Linked DNA regions of Oryza sativa: region 1 is linked to region 2. Evidence: chromatin contacts called from public HiCAR-type data. All regions are on one chromosome and are shown on one strand. The core of a region is the stretch at or near the end of the contact, and the rest is flanking DNA. Distances in the headings are between cores, read along the strand shown.

What was found. HiCAR-type assays count read pairs that join an accessible place to other places.
Region 1: a HiCAR-type map of leaf shows a contact between it and region 2, with 2.9 times the contacts expected there. The contact joins the promoter of KIN4A here to the promoter of LOC4346400 in region 2. A contact is called at or near these places in 2 of 15 Hi-C or Micro-C datasets (leaf and panicle) and 1 of 4 datasets of contacts at active chromatin or transcription factors (leaf).

Annotation. Positions count from the first base shown.
Region 1 is chr9:5,174,499-5,179,962 of ASM3414082v1, forward strand. It overlaps KIN4A (kinesin-like protein KIN-4A), which reads left to right and starts at 3,542. Exons shown (of 25, transcript NR_175402.1): 1 at 3,542-4,201; 2 at 5,307-5,453.
Region 2 is chr9:5,029,240-5,034,786 of ASM3414082v1, forward strand. LOC4346400 (protein DCL homolog, chloroplastic) reads right to left here and starts at 2,990. Exons shown (of 3, transcript XM_015755402.3): 1 at 2,784-2,990; 2 at 1,329-1,443. The coding sequence starts at 2,965.

The DNA of each region.
Region 1 (5,464 bases), core at 2,292-4,791, 150 kb after region 2:
TTTTTTTTATTTTAAAGATAAACTCTCCCTAAACTTATTTTTAAATCTGAACCTTTTGGCCACGCTAGTCAAACTGATGTGGAAAAACAATGCTGCTATGACAGCCTGGCTGACAGTAGCATTGTTATTTGGCCACGCCGCTCTGGCTTGCGTGGCAATGTTATTTTACCACTCTAGCTGGATGGCATGGTAAAACAAAGCTGCCACGCCCATTGTAGATGGTGTGGTAGTGTTGTTTCGCAAGCGGGGTGACATGACAAAAAAGGTTCAAATTTTAGAAATAAGTTTCAGAAGATTTTATTTTTAAAATTTAAAATTTAAAAGGTTTTTAAAATAGGAAAAATTCCCATATTTTCCTATGGAATTGGACAGTACGTAGGAGGGCAATCTTATGATTTTTTTTAATCTTTTTCTATGAACCAAAGAGGTCTTTATGGAAAAAAATCCTCCAAAAATCTTTTGCTTATCCTCCACCCTGAAGGGGGCTTAGAATTAAAAAAAATAACATTTTGTAATACACAACCAAGGAACTGTATGTAGCCATGCAAAACAATGAGTTGTATAAGGAGCTTAGAGGTGATGGCGATGGCTAGGAGAGGAATACCTAATTTTTGTTTTGATTTCAATTTGATGACTCTAATTTACTCTTTTCATTAGAAGATGGAATAGATTACATTGAAGTGATGTAATAATGGTTATCAATACTTGAAATGCAGGACATGAGAAGAAATGTGGCCGTTGGATGTATTCAATAGGACAGAACATAGTGTTTTGTGTGTAAATTGGTGAGTGAACTTAGAGAAGAGAGTGAGACTTTTTTATATTAGTATATATATTAAAATAATAAAACTGGGTACACTAAAAATACTTTGTTAATTCGATAGTTGCATTCTGTGTGTAAATTTGTGTGTGGACTAGCTTTGAGAAAGTATATATGTTTTTCGTATTGGTATCGTCTAAGAAAGAAAACGGGTTCCACCAAAACTAATGTGATGCATTATATTGGCAGAAAAAACCAACACCCAAAAGAGAAATATATATTATAGGAATATATAAATTAAGTTGAGCAGAAAAAGTGGGTCGTGTAACATGTAAACCATAGACTACATATAACCTTATGAAATTATGATCCGAGAAATTTCCTGTGTCCACATGTGCCTAGTTGGACAATTGATAAATGCACAAACCTGTGGTCCCCAAGCCACATTCATATGCCAAGTAATGGTTGTGACTAGGTTCATTAAAAATTTTATGTAAAAAAGTGCAAAGTAGCAAGGGGGAAAAAGGTGAAAGAAACAGTGAGGTCAGCAATAGTTAATTAGCCCTTACTGCAAGATCTCACCAACAATTCTGCCCTTGAATAATTTAGCAGCAAAAAGGGAAAAAAGAAGAAGATGTGTAAACAAGAAAATAAAATAAGAATGCAGAGAAAGAAAGAAAATAAATTGCTCTTGAAGCCACATGAGATTGGCTAACTACCATCCATTTGTTGACAAGAAAGAAAGCTCTTTTCACAAACAATATGATAATGGGTTTGTGAGAGGGGCATCACCAGCTTTGCATAAACAATGCATTAAGTCACTGTTAGTGGAGGTAACGAGTTAACATCAGCTCACTAGCCATGTAATTCTGGACCAAATCTTTTTAACCTCCCCATATGTACGCATCCACTGACATCCCCCATATGCCAATAGACAACCGAATTGACACCTTAGCTTCCAAGTTATTGTTTCAGCTGCCCTATGACGTCTGCATGTTAATTGGGGTCTTCTTTGCATTGCATTGAAGCTGGTTACTTCATTTTGGGTCAACAATAGTGGTCCGGATCCAATGTCTATCCCCCATCTTGCAACCAAAATTTTACACATCCCTCATGAATGGCCATGAGTGACCATCTTCAGTCACTCCATGCTTTCCAACTACAGTGGTCACAGCAATTTCTCTTCTTTACTTCAGTTATGTTGTGGGGCGAGGTGAGCGAATGCGTGAAAAAAAAAATTTTCATGCCATAGGACGATTCTCCATTTGACTCAGCTTTTCTGCTAAAGAAATTGTCAACATGCAAAAGATTAATTTAGTATTAAGTATTAAAAATATGAAAAATGATTTTATTTGTTTTTTAAATAAATTTCTATATAACTTTTTTTTTAAAAAAACACCGTTTAAGGTAAACGAGGAAGTTGGAAAAGCCAAACTCAGGCTAGAACGCACCCTCAGTCAATAAAAAGAAAGAACTCATTAATTTGGTCTGTGGATCCATGTTTAATTCTGTGACATTTGACAAGGTAGGCAAACACATGATGACTCGCAATTTTGGAACTACCGAAAGTATACTTGAGTATCAGTACTAGTACTGTATTTCAGTCAGTTGTCGACAACAGATTTTTGGTAAGAGATGTTCAACGGATTTCTTTTTTCCTATTGGAAACACATGTGAGCAATGATCTTGACACGCTGTTGAGAGTATTAATTGTCAGGTAGTGCTAATTGTTTTTACTCCATGTTGTTGTTGTTGTTGCTACACAGTGTGATTATTCTTATACTAGTATAAAATTGACACAATGTGGCACTAGTAATAGTAGTAGCTTGTCTTCTCCTATTAATTTTCCCCTAGTTTTATCTTGTGTTTGTCCATCTTTCTTTCAGTAGCAGTCAGTTCAGTTTCCTGGCTGGCCCTGAACCCAAGAAAATGAACAGTAAGCTAAATAGAAAAAAATAATCAATCCACTCCCAGTGAATGAATCATCAGATGCTGCTGAGCCTAACTCTAACTGTAGTTGTTCTAGCGATTCTAGCACTAGTACACTAGTGCAATTTACCCTTCACTTTCACCTTATCAAGGAAAATACTTAAAAAGCGATGTTAAAGGGAAAAAGAGGAAAAATCTCTGTTAACTACATTGAACAGCCTTGAAATTTTTTGTAAAGCTGCAATAAAGGCTTTGGATGAAAGGAGAGATATTTTAGCAGCGATTTTATCATGCTGCATTTAGTAGCAGCAGATTATTTGTTATTTGAAAACTCAAAATTCCAACCAAGAGATTGATTTGTACTTATCCATAATCTGGTATTAAACCCCACCTTTAATCAGGTGATTAGAATTGCCTTGATGAGCATGGATATTGTCACTGCATTTACCTTCAGACTTTTTTCCCCTTGAAAACTCAAAATCCCAACCAAGAGTTCAATATGTACCTATCCATAATTTGGTAGTAGTAAACCCACTTTTAATCAGGTGATTAGGATTTACCAGGTGCACACATACTGTCGCAGGGACTAGTTAGTTAATGGGAGGTGAAAGAAAGAACATGAGTGAGAGAGAGAGAGAGAGAGAGAGAGAGGGGGGGGGGGGGGAATGCTGCTACTCTAGTAGTAGGAGTAGCTAACAACCAAGAAGATGCCATGTCCTTGTTGCAGGGGCAGTGGTGGTAAGGTAAGAAATGCAGCAGTATAAGCAGTAAGCACTCCACTCACTCACCAAAAGCAGAAAAAGAAAGAAAGAAAGAAAGAAAGAAAAGGGACAAGGAGATTAACTAAGACACACCCCACCTACACACTCTTCTTCCTCCTCTTCCTTCTTCTTCTTCCTCTTCTTCTCCTCCATTTCCATTTCTCCACCCACCACCAAACATCTCCGGATCCTTCGCTCCATCCTCCTCCTAAGAAGAGCCCAAGAAGCCAGCAAGATCCAAAGATCAAGAGCAGCATTTGTAGCTGCAACTGCTGGTGCTGGTGCTGTTGCTGTTAGATCGAGGAGGATTCAACAAGTGTGTTGGTGGTGGTGGAAGTTGTTACAGAATTGCGGGTGAGAGAAGTTTCTTCACCGCACCTCACCAAAATCTCCATCCATCCGTCTGAATCCCAACTCCACCTGCAACTGCAACTGCACGGCGAGATTGCAGTACAACCCAAGAAACCATGATGAAGTGGCAGCATCAGTAGCAGTAGCAGCAGCAGGAGGAGGAGGAGGAAGAGGGCTCCTCTTTAATCCTTGCTTCACTCATCTTCATCAGAATCCTCCTTATTGGCTCCGCCTCGCATTCTGTGCTGCATCGGCTGTTGTATGGTCGGTGGCGAAGATGACGATGGAGCACGGCGAGGATTGCTGCGTCAAGGTGGCCGTCCATGTCCGCCCGCTCATCGGCGACGAGAAGCTTCAGGGCTGTAAGGACTGCGTCTCCGTCGTCTCCGGCAAGCCGCAGGTATTCCTTCTCTTCTCTTTTTATCACTCACTCATTTGGCTTCTTTTTTCTTGTTTATACGTCCCAATTCAGAGAGACTAGATTGACTCTCATCCTGTCAATTGTTTCTGGATTTCTCTTTTATTTTATTTTTTTTGGGGGGGACGTGATTTCCTGGGAAAATCCAAACAATATGATAAGTTCTCTGCATTGTTCTTTTAAGATTACCTGAAATTTTTAATTAAATTCAGAGATTGGAGACATATTTTGTCCAAGTCAAGAAAGAAAAATCTCTGACTCTGTTTTTCTCTGTTGAGTACAAGAACAGAGGAGCTCAGAAGAGGACTTGTTGTTTCCCCCAATTTTGGTCCTCTAATTCAGAAAAAAAAACTTGTCAAAATTCATGGAGAATCTAGCTTGCTTCCTTGTTTTAGCTCCCTATGAAATGATAGAGATGCCCATCTGTTCGCTTTCCCTTTCTCTTAGTTTTGTTTTCTTTTCCTTTTGATCATCATTAAATGAGGCTCTAGAGTCTTCCTTCTCCTTTTTTCTTCTTCAGAATAAAATTGTATATATTTTTTTCACTGTCGGCAGCGCCAAATGTTCCTCATTTTTTGGTGTGAAGTTGCGTCCAATGTTGATGACGCTAATGCTATACCCTTTCTTTTATCTGGGGCTGGAATTCTGTCAGCATCACGCAATTATCACCCAGGTTTTCTTTCTCCAGTTTTGTCCATCCAACACTCATCCTTGTTGGATTCTTCCCTTCCCTTCCTTTTCTTTCTTCCATCAAGATTTATTAAGTCATTTTCTCAGACAAAACGCAGCAAGATTAATTAGGTTCCTTAATTAATCTAATCCTCCATTACACAAACTCGAATGATGAGATCTGGCTTAGGTATCATATTCTTTTGGTAAGATGGTTTGCTCTCCATAAGACTGTTGTTTGTTGATCTTTCTTGGGTTCCCCACCAATTTCATTTCTTTGGGAGATGATGAAAAGTTACTTTCTTTCATTCTCCCAAATCAATCTTTTTACCGGTGGTGGCGGTGGTGATGATGGGGGTGAAAAAAAAGGGCATATCTTTCTTTGTTTTGTTGTTGCTGATGGGTTTTGTTGTTGCAGGTTCAGATCGGGAGCCATTCCTTCACCTTCGACCATGTGTACGGCAGCTCCGGCACGCCGTCGGCGGCCATGTTCGAGGAGTGCGTGGCGCCGCTCGTCGACGGCCTCTTCCAGGGCTACAACGCCACCGTGCTCGCATACGGCCAGGTCCGCCATTG
Region 2 (5,547 bases), core at 1,740-4,239:
ATGTAAAAACAAGCACAAAATGCTACTCCTTCTGTTTCAGAATGTAAGGTGTTCTCGGTTTGTCCTAAGTCAAACTACTTCCAATTTAACCAAGTTTATAGAATACATAGCTTCATTTACAACACCAAATTAATTTCATTAAATGCACCATTGAGTTTTTTTTTATAATATGCTCCCTCCATCCAAAGGAGTTAGACATATTACTTTTGTCACCAAGACCAAGGAGAAATTAACTCATGTTGTATTCTTGTGTAACAAAGATCAAGAAGTGTATGCATGCATGCACCAATGAGTATTAAGATGGCTCCTAGGATTCGATCAAACATTTAATTTATCTCTTTATTTAAATCTTAGATACATGGAGACTACAAATATGACTAACGTATTTAGAAAAACTAAAATATGAAATAAGCCTAACATTTTTGGAAGGAGGGAGTATTTGCTTGGTGTTAAAAATGTTGCTACATTTTTCTATGAACTCTGTCATCAAACATGAAGAAGTTTGACTTAGGACACCTTACATTCTGAAACGGAGGAAGTAGAAAGGTGTATATTCAGGCTTCAAAAGGTAGTTTTGTTATCTGTTTGACAGCCTAACTAAGAACTTAAACTCATGGCTTCTGTGGCACAGCAATTTATGATAGATGGCTTTTCCTGTACCTGGTGAATGGTGATATATAAGAATGCTGAAAGCATGATGCATGTTGCACGCATCAGCAGCAGGACTACTATAATGCCTCAAAGTATGCAAACTTTGATACTGTAACAGTATAACCCATAGACATACAGTGGACAAGATGAGCCTATTTAGAAATTCATCTCAGATAGAGAAGTTACTAATAACAAAACATGCTGATGGTTGAGGTCATAAAGTTTATTACTACACTCATTAAGATCCTATCTCTACTTCCTCCTACTCAAATAGCAACTTTTAGGGGATGGCACAGGTATTGAGGAGAGGGACAGAAATACTTGTTTGCCTTCTCAGGATGGGTGATGTCTAGGGACTATAACAAAGCCAAGAGGAGTAGTATGGATAGTTTAGTGGCAAAAGTTTACCTTTTACATGTCCTAGGTCTGTACATTTGGGACAAAATTTGAACTCTAAAACTTACTACATTTTGGGACGAAGGGAGTATTGATCACTAAGGTAGTTTATTTAGCATCACAAACTTTTTAAAAAATAAATTCATGAAAAAAATCACTCATGCAGGCCTCATTTAAAGATGAAAATTATGTGCTTTGACAGGATAACAGAATGAGAAAAAATTAGCTATGCTTGACATGCCTTTTCTGGTAAATAGAAGGTAGAAATCACACTGACTCACCATAATAGCATCAACCCCACAGCCAATCTTATCTTCAGAAGTGGGGTGGTGAACAAGAACCTTTTCTACTACAGCCTTTTGATCGTCTGGACTTAGAAATGCACCATCTCCATATCTGTTATAACAGAATGTCAGAAAGCAGGTAGATTTGATGACAAGCATACAACAATAAGTCCTTGCAAATCTTTACAATTAGAATGCATCAACTTGTCATTATATGGTGCCAAATTTTAAGCCATACCATATAACTAGATAAGATCTCGCGCATAATTTCAGTGACTTGCATTCTGGTCGATCAAAACTGGCGCAGCAGTGTGAATGTATTAAGGGGTATGCTCATCCATCTAATGGTATGATTTAAGCTGATGTTTGGTATGGATTAAGCAGTACTAGCGTGTATAAATCCATCCTAGGTAATCAGACCAGATTCAGCTGCAGCAAAGGATTAATCTTCAGCAGAGTTTCCTGGTCCTATTAGAAATTCTAGTTGCTCAGACAGAATATTTATATTTTTGAAGAGTTTTATAGAAGTTTGCAGTAATTTTTACAGAAATTTCAAGGGTCTTTTGCTCCACATACATCGGTAACAAGCAGATTATCACAACCTGAACTAGATGAGAGCAGGGAACACAGAATGTAGTTGACTGAAACAGGAGGATGCAGAACAGAGAGCCTGTGCTTGGATGGAGCCATGGTGTCAGTGTCACCCACAAACAAGGTCCAGAAGAGTAGATGCTATGTTCTTGAATAGTTTTTTTTTTGAGTATTTCTTGCTTAAGCCTACTGAAAGTTCTTGACAGCAGCCATTCTAGAATGGAAACTCAAATAGTAGCAAACCAAAGATGCTAACAAATATGAGTCACAAGTCACAAGTGGTTTGTAATTATCTCCTAATTCATTGCTAAGCACTCATACTCGACTGCCTCCTAGGCATCACGCTCATGGGCTCAACGTTCAGCCGGCTGGCAAAGCCTTGTGCACATCCAGCTGCATTGCCGTGACGTGTGTCCAAGGACACTTTTGGATCTCGGCAGCCAACCTAACCCTGAAGAAAATTATTTTCTTAAAGAAATACACGAGATGTTTATGGTATATGATGAGGAGTCCTGTTGGATATTAGTAGTGAGAAATTATTTTTCATGAGGTTTCTGGTTCTCAACAAATGTGTTTACCAAGTGCTGTAGTAAACCTCGCATCCACCATCAATAAACTTAAACTCGCAGCGCTGTACTAAGTTTGTACTACATGTATGTTTCTTGTACTATGTTTTTAGAAAAGCTAAATCCCCAAATGACGCGAAAACCTAGAAATAGAAATCCTAATGTCATTGAGGGTACGTGACGTAGTCTACAAATTACATTACTCGATCGATGTTGTTAATTAATTGCTACGGGTTTCCCATCTATCGGATTGTACGAAATGATACAAGAGAAAAGCAAGAAGAAAGTGACGCACCTGGCGGAGTGGAGGATGTCCTTGACGAGGTCGACGATGGGATCGATTTCGGCGAGGATCTCCGCCTCAGACGGAGCGGGGGAGGAGGAGGAGGGGAGGGCGCAGAGATGGCGGGTGCGGAGGGGTAGGGGAGGGCGGAGGAGGCGCGCGGCGGCTCGGGAGAGGACGGCGGCCAACGCCATGAATTTAGGAGCTGCTTCTGCTTGTGCTTCTGCTCCTGCTTGGTTGGGGTTTTGGTTGGGGGCTCCAGCCGCCGGCCCAACACAAGCATCACCCAAGAGGGTTTTCGTTTGGTTGGGCTGGGCCAATTGGGCTTATGGGCTTGCTTCCTAGGATTTGGGCCCAATTTTAGGCACTTTTCCCTTTCTTTATGCTTCTCTTCTTCTTATCTTTTTATTTCCCCCCTTCGTTTTATCTATACCTATACCTAATAACTACTAATAACTAAAAAATATGTAAGATTTCCGGGATGATATATCCGTCGTTGTCATCATCCGCTACGCAATTTTTTTCCAAGCGAAATGGACTAAAACGTAGGGTTAGGATAGAGCCCAATTCCAAGCTCGATATGAAGCGAATTTGCTCCTATTCATGGGAAAACGGAAAGAGGAGGAGATAAGGATAGAAACCTTTAATTAATTTTGGATTATCTCAAGGATACGGCCGGATTTCACAGAGGAGACAGTTTCTGGCTACGTCGGGCACCCGAGGGAGTCCGAACGGAGGTTAGAGATGACACTGTAGCAATGGATCCACGTGACAATGAGAGGAAGAGCAGGAGGAGGCATCGGTTGCTTGCTGGGCCGAACGTGCGCTTGCGGGCTGAGGCGGAGGAGAGCATAATGGGGGAAAGTGGGCTAGCTTGGGCTGTGGGCTGAGGAAGAAAATTGGCTGAAAATGGCCCAAAAAGAAATGAGCGTTTTGATTTAGATTTTTATTTAAATAAATACTTAAATGGTGTTTGTATTATTAAAATTAACAATTTACATCTAAAAATTCTGAGAAATTTTCAGAGAGTATAATTAATCATAGATAATTTAACAAAAATTAAATCCAACCATACAATTTTATTTCTCACACTTACTTTACTTGTAAATTAATTTAATTCTATACCTACCTACTTAGAAATACCCCAATATTCAATGCATCAGCATTCTAGTACTAATAAAAGATTTAAAACAAAACTATACACTATGCAGACTATGCAGTCTTCAAAATTGAAATCGATGTCTCATTTTGTATGTGTTGGTATAGTATATGCGGAACGTATTTGATTACCTGCATGCATTAAGGACATTCGTGATGTACTGTAAAACGTAATGTACTGTAAAACTAGTTCATGACCAATATAATATTTCATTCAGCCCTCTAGCAATATCGTGGAACTACTCCATAGAAAAAAAATAGCAAAAAAAAAAAGCAAAAGCTATCCATACCACTATGGGTAGACAAGAAGACAATAAAAAATCATAGATCGACTGTGACATTATTCATAAATATTAAACAAAAAAAGTTAGTAACCGTTGCACAGGTAGCTCCATTCATCAATTTGCTAGAACACAACTAGTTCCAGTGGATCCCTCTCCTAGAAAAATCTCAAGTTTCACTAATCTATCCCCAAACAAACTTCGAGAGTAGTTACCATGTCTCTCTCACCTCATACACCTTAATCTCAGTTTATCTTCACATCACTAAATTATCAGCAAAACTTCAACCCTTTTGGTCCTCCAGTGAACCAGCCACCCTTTGGACCCTCTTCTCCAAGATTTCAAGGCGTTCAACACCAAGGAAGGCATGTAGTTTCTCTTTTTTGTCTTTGCAGGGTATGGATGAAAACTCTTTTGTACATGAAAACTTTGAAAGCTTTATGGAGTATATTGCAGCCCGTTGGAACCCGAGACACATACGATGAGCATTACTATGGCGGCTCCGGTTAGCCTAACAACAACACGAGGGATTTTGTCTGGAGCAACCATCTTCACAATCCTAAGGCTATATATGAATTCTTTTGCGAACTAAGTGTTGGTACTTGTTACGGTCACAGATAAATCCACAAGCGCACGGATACCGCTGTAGCATTTCATCTTACAGTATTATAGGGTATCGATCGAATCACATGGAACGTGTGTGTATATGAATGAGATTCTAACCACTTTTTTTACACTCGGGCCTGTCCGCGTCGCACCTGTCCCAGGGGCAACCCGGACGGCAAAAATCCTCCACCGCCGCCCCCTCCCTCCTCCTCCCCTTTGCCTCGCTGCCGCCCGAGCAGCTTGTCGGCAAAACCGGACGGCTGCAAGGACGACGGCAGCGGGGCGCAAGCTCTCCCACGAGGATGCCCAGCGGCGGGAGACACTGGGGGCTTCTCGGCGGCGGCGGGTCGCAGGAGGTGACGGCCGGATGGTCGGCACGATGGATCCGGCCATGCCGGATGCGGATCTGCTTCCCTCGACGATGGATCTGGCCTCCCGCCAGCCAGATCGGGTCCCGGTGACCCCGACGGCGGCCAGAGGAGGAGCGACGTCCCAGCCTTGCTGGGGCGGGAGCTGGTCCCCTAGCTAGAGTGGGACCGGTCGGCTCCGACAATGGTCAAGCTTGCAAAGATGGTGGCCGGCGGAGGCACGGGGCAGCGTGAACAGGCCACCGGCAGCAACGGTGATGGCAGAAGCCCTGTCGTCGAGAGGAGGCAGACGTGGCCGTGGAGTCGCCGAGTGGTGGCAGGGATTGGATGCAGGCACGGCCGTGGAGTGACCGAGCAGTGGCA